Regions from separate parts of the Gasterosteus aculeatus genome. Here region 1 is linked to region 2. Evidence: chromatin contacts called from public Hi-C data. All regions are on one chromosome and are shown on one strand. Each heading gives the region's core, a stretch centred on a gene start, on an enhancer-like site or on the middle of the called end of the contact. The rest is flanking DNA. Distances are from core to core; before and after follow the strand shown.

Region 1 (4,380 bases), core at 1,025-3,524, 50 kb after region 2:
AACCAAGGGGGAGGTGGCCGAGCAGGAGGTGTAGGAAGCGGGTCTGGGAGGAGGAGGTCAGCACTGGGAGGGGGAGGGGGGTTATGGTGTTAGCTGGCAGAGAGAACGAGACTCAACGATAAATATTCTCTTTTTCTCTTCATTCTCTTTGCCTTGGGGGGGGGGTCATACCTGCCTGTGTGAATATGAGACGGAGCGTCCTGTGTGGTGTATTTCTTTCAACACATACCGGCCCAAAAGGCATCACCACCACCCCCCCTAGTGGCACATCACATGTCCGTCTTTTATTACTCCGCTCTTTCCAAAATGTATCATTAAATGCAAATATGCGACAGAAAATGAAACTCTGTTGGTTACTTTAACACTTCCACCGTTGAAGTTAATCAAAAAGATGAATCATTCAATTCTGTGCAATCAATAAGTCCTATATAACCTGCTTTTATTTGCGAAATGTACATTTAAAGCAGCTTTTCTGTATAATTATAATTGGTATGAAGATGGAAAGAAAATCTAGAGGAATCTAATCTTTCAATTAGAAGCATAGTGTTGCAGGCTAAGTGAAACTACATCAATGCTTTGCCACAGACGATACCATCAATTTCCTCCGGGTTAGTAATTTGATAAAGCATCAAATTGGAGAGATTGCGTTGCAAAGGGCATCATCACCGCCAAGCCAATTTAGACAGTACGTGGGGATAACGCTGCAGCTAGAAGATTAAAGAATGAATTCCTAAAAAGACAAGATGTGTTTATTTGAACTCGTAAACCAATGCATTGGAATATATGTCTCAATGTGCATTATGTGTGGTCTGTAATCGTAATCTCTGTATGTAGAAACAAGCACGGGCCAGAAAAGTTATCATGAACACATTTTGTCCTCGACCGACGCTGTGATGTCAAGACATTTATTATCGAAGGCCTTTTCACAACATGCTTACACTTAAAAAAAAAAACGAAACAATTGCTTCTCTGAATGGTGCAAATGAGAAAAAGAGGGAAAATGCCAAGTAACAGACCACCAGTAAAGGAGAGACCACCTAAATGCTTTCCATCGGTGGGTTCACAGAAGCACTTCAGCTGTAATACTTTAATTGCTGAGGGACTCAAAGTCTAATAAGGTTTCTAAATCTAGCTGCTTTATTTGTTTTCCTTTGACTCGCGGCGAGCGCAAAAATGCAGCCACTCTAATTGCAGCGCCGTCATTAAGAGCTGTGGGTATTAAAAGTTTCTTCCTCCAAAAACGGGCATGTTGCAATGTGTTCCTTTTTTTTCTTTTACTCTCCAAAGCTGAATGGTGTGAGTCTTTAGGTTGAGGACAGGTTCACGCAGGAAGTGATTTAGTTTAATATAAGACATGAATCCATTAATGATGTCATTCATTGGTGGAATCGAATGTCCTCATATAGGACCAAAAAAACTAACTATTATCTGACTTTTTTTGTGTTACAATTCTCACACAAAATATGTTTGTGACAGATCTGTAAAAATATGTAACCCCTGGATCTGTGTTTTTATTCGTGTCTTAATCCACCTTCTCCCACTTTGAGCTGCGTGCTTTTAATTGAGTTTGCGTTGCAGTAATTATCAAGTGAGAAGGAAACGAAGTATCTGTCAGCTCGACGTGTCACAGGTAAACTCTCACATTGACATGGGTAAGGTGGTGGTGGGGGGGTGGGGGGGGTGGGGGGGTTCTTGTACTTCCCCCGATGAAGCACACAATGGCAATCACAGCTCAATTAACACTTTCTATATATACAACTGTACAAGGTGCACGGAGGCGCTCCCGCGCACACAAACAGCGGGGAGGGGGGTAAAAAGACCTTTCTGTTGATCATGTGACTTTTACAGCTGTGGACCTGTGAAATGAGACAGAATTAGGAGGATGATCTCATTTATTTTCAAATATGTGTGTCAAAATACACTCAACAACAACTACATCTGTAAAACACGATATATGTTGCAATATTCTGGAACGAGAACTGTAGTAAATCTACATTTTGTCATTCTTTATTGCTGTGTATGTAAAACCTGTTTAAATCAGCTTTTTCATTTCCATATTTCATTGAAGGCTTCACATTTGGCCGGCCTTCCCTCAGGATACACCTGATCTATTTTTACTGAGGACAATCAGAGTTATTTCTAATACGTCTGTCCTTCCATTCCCCACATGCCTTTCTTCTTTTTTTCCCCTCTCTTTGCTCTCTGTCTAAACTTGCTTTCCTTGATGAGTCCTAGCAGGGAATCACAGGCTCGGAAAAAAAAGGTATGGCCCTGACAGAGATTGATGTCTGAGCGCTCCCCCTGATTCGCTGATTAAACCCATCAATCAATATGCAGAGGAGGTGTCCAATGCAAATGGGTCCAATCAGGCGGAACGGACTGGTATTGTCTGTGTGTGGAGGCGAGTGGTAAAGTTAAGAGGTGGAGGACAAGCGCTCGCCGACACAGACAGAGGATGCGCGCAGGCTCAAGGAGAGAAACCGGACCACAGTTTGAGATTGTGAAGACCGAGACGGGATGAACGCATTCCACTTGAGAAACGATGGCATCAATTCAAAGAAATAATATGGTGAAGCTGCGATCGTTGATTCTCTGAGATCTCTGACGCCCCCCTGATCCCCCCTGATCCCCCCCCCCCCCCTCGTTTAAACAGGAGAAAAATGGGCAAATCCAAACACAGATGCTAATTCCTCAGCGCGCACACACGCAGCGACGTGCACGGGCGCGTGCGCATAGATCATCCGGGCGGCATCCTACTTGTGCCCCCCCCCCATCAACTCACACGCACCATCATATTTCCCACGTCTCCATCTTCCTCCAATCTCACTGTAATGGCCCGGCGGGGATCTCCCTGGTGGGCCCCCGGCTGCTCCCTGAAGTATCGGCCCTGCTCTCACTTTCAGCCCTAATTTGAATACCAGCAGCATCCCTGGTCGTTACAGGGGGGAGCGTGCGGCCCGCTCGCCTGTCGTCGGAGTGCGGCGGGTGTGCGAGCGTTTCCCCCCCCCCCCCCCCATCCCCCGGTTGTGAAAGTGACACGGCTGAAACGGGCAGCATTGTACCCGGGGGTCACGTTGGACTTTGCTTGCTGTTGCGATCGCCCCCAATCAGCTTTTCCTTCCGTCCAGTTCAAGTTCATTATTCACAGTTAGTACCGTGAATGTTGCTCCCCCTCCTCATTGCGACCCCGCAGAAAGAGAGCGCCGGTCGTTTGTTTCAGTAAATGACACAGATACCTCTCACTTGGCCTGTAGACTGATTCCTCCCCCTTTTTTGGGTAGAAGGCGGGGGGGTGAGGCGGTGCCACACGTGAGGGAATGATACCATGACAAACTCTTCCCCTCCCTGTTACTCCTCCTTTGTCTGCTCCTTCTTTCTTTGCCCAGTCGCACTCTATCCATCCCCTCTCCTCCTCCTCCTCCTCCTCCTCCTCCTCCTCCCCTTTTCTGCAGCTCTGGTGGGAGACAACCAGCCCCCAAAATGGCTGCCTGGGTGCCAGGGGGACCACAGGCTGCTCTCCCATCTCCCATAATCACCGGGGCGATGCTCGGATGCCTTCGCCATTTGCATAATGCCATCCTGACACTTTCACTTCCGCCATCCATCACCGGCGGCGTGAGTCCCGCGGCCTGCTCCGTCGCTCCGTCTCCCCCTGATTGCGTCCTGTGTTTATCTGCCCAAGCACAAAAGATTGATTCCCCGCTGTCTCTCGGCCTTATGTTCAGCAGATAGGGATTTTTGCCGAATGATGAAGCACCCAGTCAGCTAATGATAAACAGAAAACACATATTCAAAAGGACGGTCTCTCCCCCCCCCTCCCTCCCTCTCCCCCTCTCCCCGGCGTTAGTGTGGCTGCTGCTCGCCTCGCCTGCTCCTCTGCCATGTGTGGGGAAAGGAGGGATGTCAGGTTAAGGAAGTGAACACACTCTGCAGGGAGTTCAATTTGAAACGCAATTGTTTTCCTGTCAGTCCTTTTACATTTTTTCTGTTGATTTGCTCCAGGGGTAAGAGAAAATGAAGGACTGGGAGGAAAGTGAGATAGCAATTAAAATAAAACTGTCGTCTTGATGGCTGCTCTTGTTCTTCCACACGCCACGGTGCAGGCGGATGTGACAGGCCACGCTTCAAGAACATATCCTGGCTGGAAGATAAAAGCAGACACCAGCGCAGTCCAGTACCTTTTTAAGAGGACGGAATTGGTACAAGAGGATTCCTATGGGCTGCTGCTCCAGAAAGAGGAACATGCCAAACCCAAGTAAGCATCATGCATTCAATCAGCAAGCATGATGCCGCGTTTAACACCAACATCAAGTGAATGTATGTTGTAACAGATGCACGTTTCAGTATTACATCCATTGAGCATCTAAGATGTTCTCGCAT
Region 2 (4,242 bases), core at 1,355-3,854:
TCAGCCGTGCTCGGACAAATCCTCTTAACTTGGAGAAATTGTCACGATGTGTCCTGTAGAAAAGTAAGAGCCTCGTCTCGTTGTACCGCCCGTAGCAAGGGAGCATCTCAATCTGTCACTCAAGTCCACACACACCACCGTAAATCAGCTTATGAATAATATATACTTGTACTTTCTTTATTAATATTAAACATTGCATAATGAGGCACCGTCTATAAGCAAATCCCAGAGCAATATTCATATTACCCTGAGCTGTCCGGGAGTGGACCTCTCATTGTTTGTGTCACTTGTGGGCCTCTATTTAACCACAACACTAATGCAGTTTTGGTGCATTCTTTAGGCAGTAAAGAGGCGTGAAAAAAACGAAAGAGAAAAGGTTGTGACCCAGAGTCAAAGCCACTTAAGCTGCACGCTTTGTCCACTAATGCGCGAGAGCTTCGCTTCTTCTACTTGGTCCTGATTTAACACAAATGCGTGTGGAATCACCATGAATCCCGTGTCAGAGAAGAGCTAAAATGTCCCCATATTGTCTCTTGTTGCCTCGTTGCAGAACTTCAGCACATCTCCTGCCTCACATTCAGCCACAGCACTTTACCACACAAGATATACATGTCTCCTTGGAGGCAACGCTTTGGACTTAAAACCTTTCCTGTGTCCACAAGCAGGGCATTTGTGGTGTGTTGGCCCCGTGCAACCCGGTTTAAACAGGAGCCAGCAGATACAAGCTATAATAGAGACATTGATGTATTATTAAGAAACCCACGGGTGCGGATCAAGGAGCTGCTTGCAGTCAGCGGGGGGGGGGGGGGGGGGGGGGGGGAAGCGAGCGAGCGCGTGAACTCAGCACAATGTTTTCCTTCGGCGTCCAACGTGCGCAAGGCCGCCGTGGCTCTCTCGGCCCAACGTGGAAAACCCAGACATTTCATGTAATATCACATACGGAATTTATGTGCTCCAGTCAAAGCAATATGCTCGACAACATGCTCGGCCCATCTGTGGAGGATAGCTGTTGTGTTGTGTAGTGTTTCCATGCAGAGTCGGCTGATGTTATCTCTACTTGAGCCAGAGTTGAGATGACATTTCATTTATATAAATAATTACTGTCCTGAAAGTCCCCGAGGCCTGCCCCGAAGCAATCAAACCTCTAATGCTCTTAAAATTGCCCACCATCTTTTATTAATGGCGGACTATAAAATGCATTGCTATATCTGCACACTTCCCTCCCGATCCACCAGGAAACCGTGTCAACTTTAAACGTCAGCATCAAGGCTTTATATTTGTATCCAACCTTGTATTTCAACCAAAGAAAGATTCGTGGTGTCGTCGGGAAAAAATGAATAAACTTGAGTGTGTTTTATAGCCGAGCTGCAGCCGGCGTGAGGCTTCCTCTCATCCAAACGAACGCGGGGGAACTATGTGCGGAACGATTGCCCGTTAGTGGCATTAATTGACCACTGAGGGAACCGGCTCTGCTCTTTAAGGACTCTCTCACATTTTCAACGGCGTAAATAGCGAATTGAGGAGGCTTCATTTAAAAAAAAAGTGTAGCAAGGCAGGTTGGTAATGTGTCCTTTAATGCGCCAACAGAGGGTACTGTTGCCTCACGACATCTTTAAATGATCCCCGACCACAAAGGTGAAGCCTTCTGCCCCCCTACAACCCCCCCCCCCCCCCTCTGATGCAGTTTGAGGAAATAGAGTGTTATGAGGTTATGTTCACTGCTTGGACTGTGTCACAATAAAGTATTCGTTTTCTGAATTCAAGTTGACCTTTGAACCTTCATTTGGTCCGATCGAGGTGTGACTGGGAAACGGTCCTGCAACGGAGTCTATTGGCTCCTCAGGCTCAGCGGCGTGAATTATGCACGACTTATTTTCCTGCAAACCAAATAAAATGTCAGGTTACTAAAAAGGACGGGTTTAAATCAACTGCAGGCAACAAAGCAAAGGTTCAGGAAATCCGCCACGATGGCGTCGGCCCACGTTGAAGATCCTGTGTTCGTCTTCGTTTAAAGATCCTTTGATTGACTGCCCCCCCCCCCCCCTCCTGGCCTCACCTACTGTCCACTGTGGCTTTAGTCTTCGCTTTTATTACCCTTCTACTTCTGACTGCTGCACATTTCACTCCTGTGTCCACCATGAACCTCCTAACTGACGTTCCATGCTGTTGGGTTGAAAAATTGTCCAACAAATTATTTTTCTTTGTACTTTTTCAACCAACAATTCATGAAAGAGGACGAATCAACAGATTTGGTCAGTTAACCGACTGTTAAGTTAACTCACTAAAGAACAAAAGGCGGACAGAGAAATGGAAAGTCCTGGACATCGTGCCATGTCCATCGGGGAGGGATTTGAGGTGGTGGACTAACACAGTGGACTAGTAGTGTGTACTAGTACTACTAGTAGTAGTATGAGTAGTACTAGTGATGAGTGGATGGAGACCGCTGGTGTCCACGTGTTATGTTGTCCGCGCGCCTCTGCGGACGCTCTTGAACTTGAAGCTCGTCCCGCAACCCGAGCCACGCACACACACACACACACACACACACACACACACACACACGCACACGCATTCATGAAAACCCCTAGAGCTGTGTCTGCTCACACACAAATGCGTCCTCCCTCCTCGTGTGAGTCAAGGAGAGGCGCATCGACACCGTAGGACACCAGGAAACATCGGACCTGAGCTTGTTGGACGAGAAGGAGGAGGAGGTGTCTTGTCTGCCCGCCCCCCTGCCCCCCCCCCCCCCCCCCCCCTTCCGCCCCCCCCTTCCGCCCCCCTCCCGCCAGCCTGTCACGCTTTCTCTCTCAATCAGCGAAGCTTCTGCCACCAGAGCCAAGAGTTGCCGTTCCGCGCACCGATGCCAAAACGCGCCGGAGGAGTCAGTGCCAAAGGGTCATTTCAGCGCAGCGCCGAAGCGGAGCCGCTGTAGGGAATCCTAGAATTAACAGGAGCCGTTTGACCCGCAGATGATACGATCATATCATTAAAACCATAAAAAGGGGAGCCAAATACAAACCAAAAGCCGGCAGCAGTGGACTTCTTCTGCCGTCGCTGCCGCTGCAGAGGCGCGCTGTCCAGGACCCTTTTTTAAATTTATTTTTTTTAACATCCCCGCGCACCGCCGCCGCTGCTCCGTAAGCCGCACACTTTGGCTTCTTCAGCCCCCGGTGCCGCTTCCTCCGATCCCGCCGCGGGACACCGCGAAGAGACGGTCCCTGCGCTCGCGCGCGTCCGCGCCCGTCCAAGTAGGACTGCGCACGTTAGACGGATTAGGAGAGGAGGGGGGAGAAGTTGGTCACCTGCCAGCCAGAGTGGACCGACACCACGGTGCGAGCCGACTCCCAGTGCCGTTCACCGGGCGATGCCAGAGTAAATGCCGGGGCCATGTCCCGCCGCAAGCAGGTGAACCCGCAGCACTTCTCGTTGACGCGCAGGGAGACAGCACGCGGTGAGTTAAATACCCGAAAGACTCACTCACTCCACGTCAAGTGCACTTATTCTATGTACCATGTGCATTTATTGATTTGATTTGATTTATTTGACTTAGATCCGTGGATGTTTTTAAGCCGGTGGAAATGTGCCGGACAGAGCAGCTAATCACAGACAATAACTTCAGTCGCCTTTTTTTGTGCCATGTGAAATATTATTAAATATTAAAGTGGATTTGAACACTTGTTATAATGCACATTTGCAACTAGCAAAAACAATTCAGTGATATATTTGAATGCGCCTGTTGCAGCTTTATGCAACCGAAAGATTTGAGCACATCTTCGGTGGGACTGGCAGGTTACGTGCCTGCGTGTGTGCACGTCTGCGTGTGCACGCACGAAGCAGCGCAATTCAATTTAGATTTTTCTTCCTGCAACATGTGGCAACGTGCACATTTATGCGCTTTGTTCAACATTATTTGGAGACTGCACGGGGTGTCTGGATTTAAATGTGTTTGAATTTAAAATATCTATTTCTATTCCACACACACACACACACACACGCACATGCACGCACGCACACACACACACACACACACACACACACACACACACACACACACACACACACACACACACACATGCAGTCATTAATTATAAAAATGTTGACACTCAAAGGCCTTTCTGCACTTTAAAGCACCTTTTAAAAGCTTAATACACAACAGAAGTGTGTAAAGAATTATGTTCAGTTTGCAATCTGACCAATAATATAAACGCAACACAAACTCTGAACTTTTCCACAATATTTAAC

The links. A called contact is a pair of places that touch in the nucleus more often than the background predicts.
Region 1: a contact with region 2 is called in a Hi-C map of whole body, with 5 times the contacts expected there. The contact joins the enhancer-like site here to the promoter of bcl11bb in region 2. A contact is called at or near these places in 3 of 6 Hi-C or Micro-C datasets (skeletal muscle, tail fin and whole body).

Annotation. Positions count from the first base shown.
Region 1 is chr18:2,608,522-2,612,901 of fGasAcu3.hap1.1, forward strand. No RefSeq gene overlaps it. Among protein-coding and RNA genes, the nearest start is that of bcl11bb, 50 kb to the left of the region's middle. Within about 2 kb of position 2,275, at least 3 of the 9 cell types and tissues checked have open chromatin away from gene starts, as enhancers often do.
Region 2 is chr18:2,557,880-2,562,121 of fGasAcu3.hap1.1, forward strand. It overlaps bcl11bb (BCL11 transcription factor B b), which reads left to right and starts at 2,605. Exons shown (of 3, transcript XM_040160800.2): 1 at 2,605-3,451. The coding sequence starts at 3,388.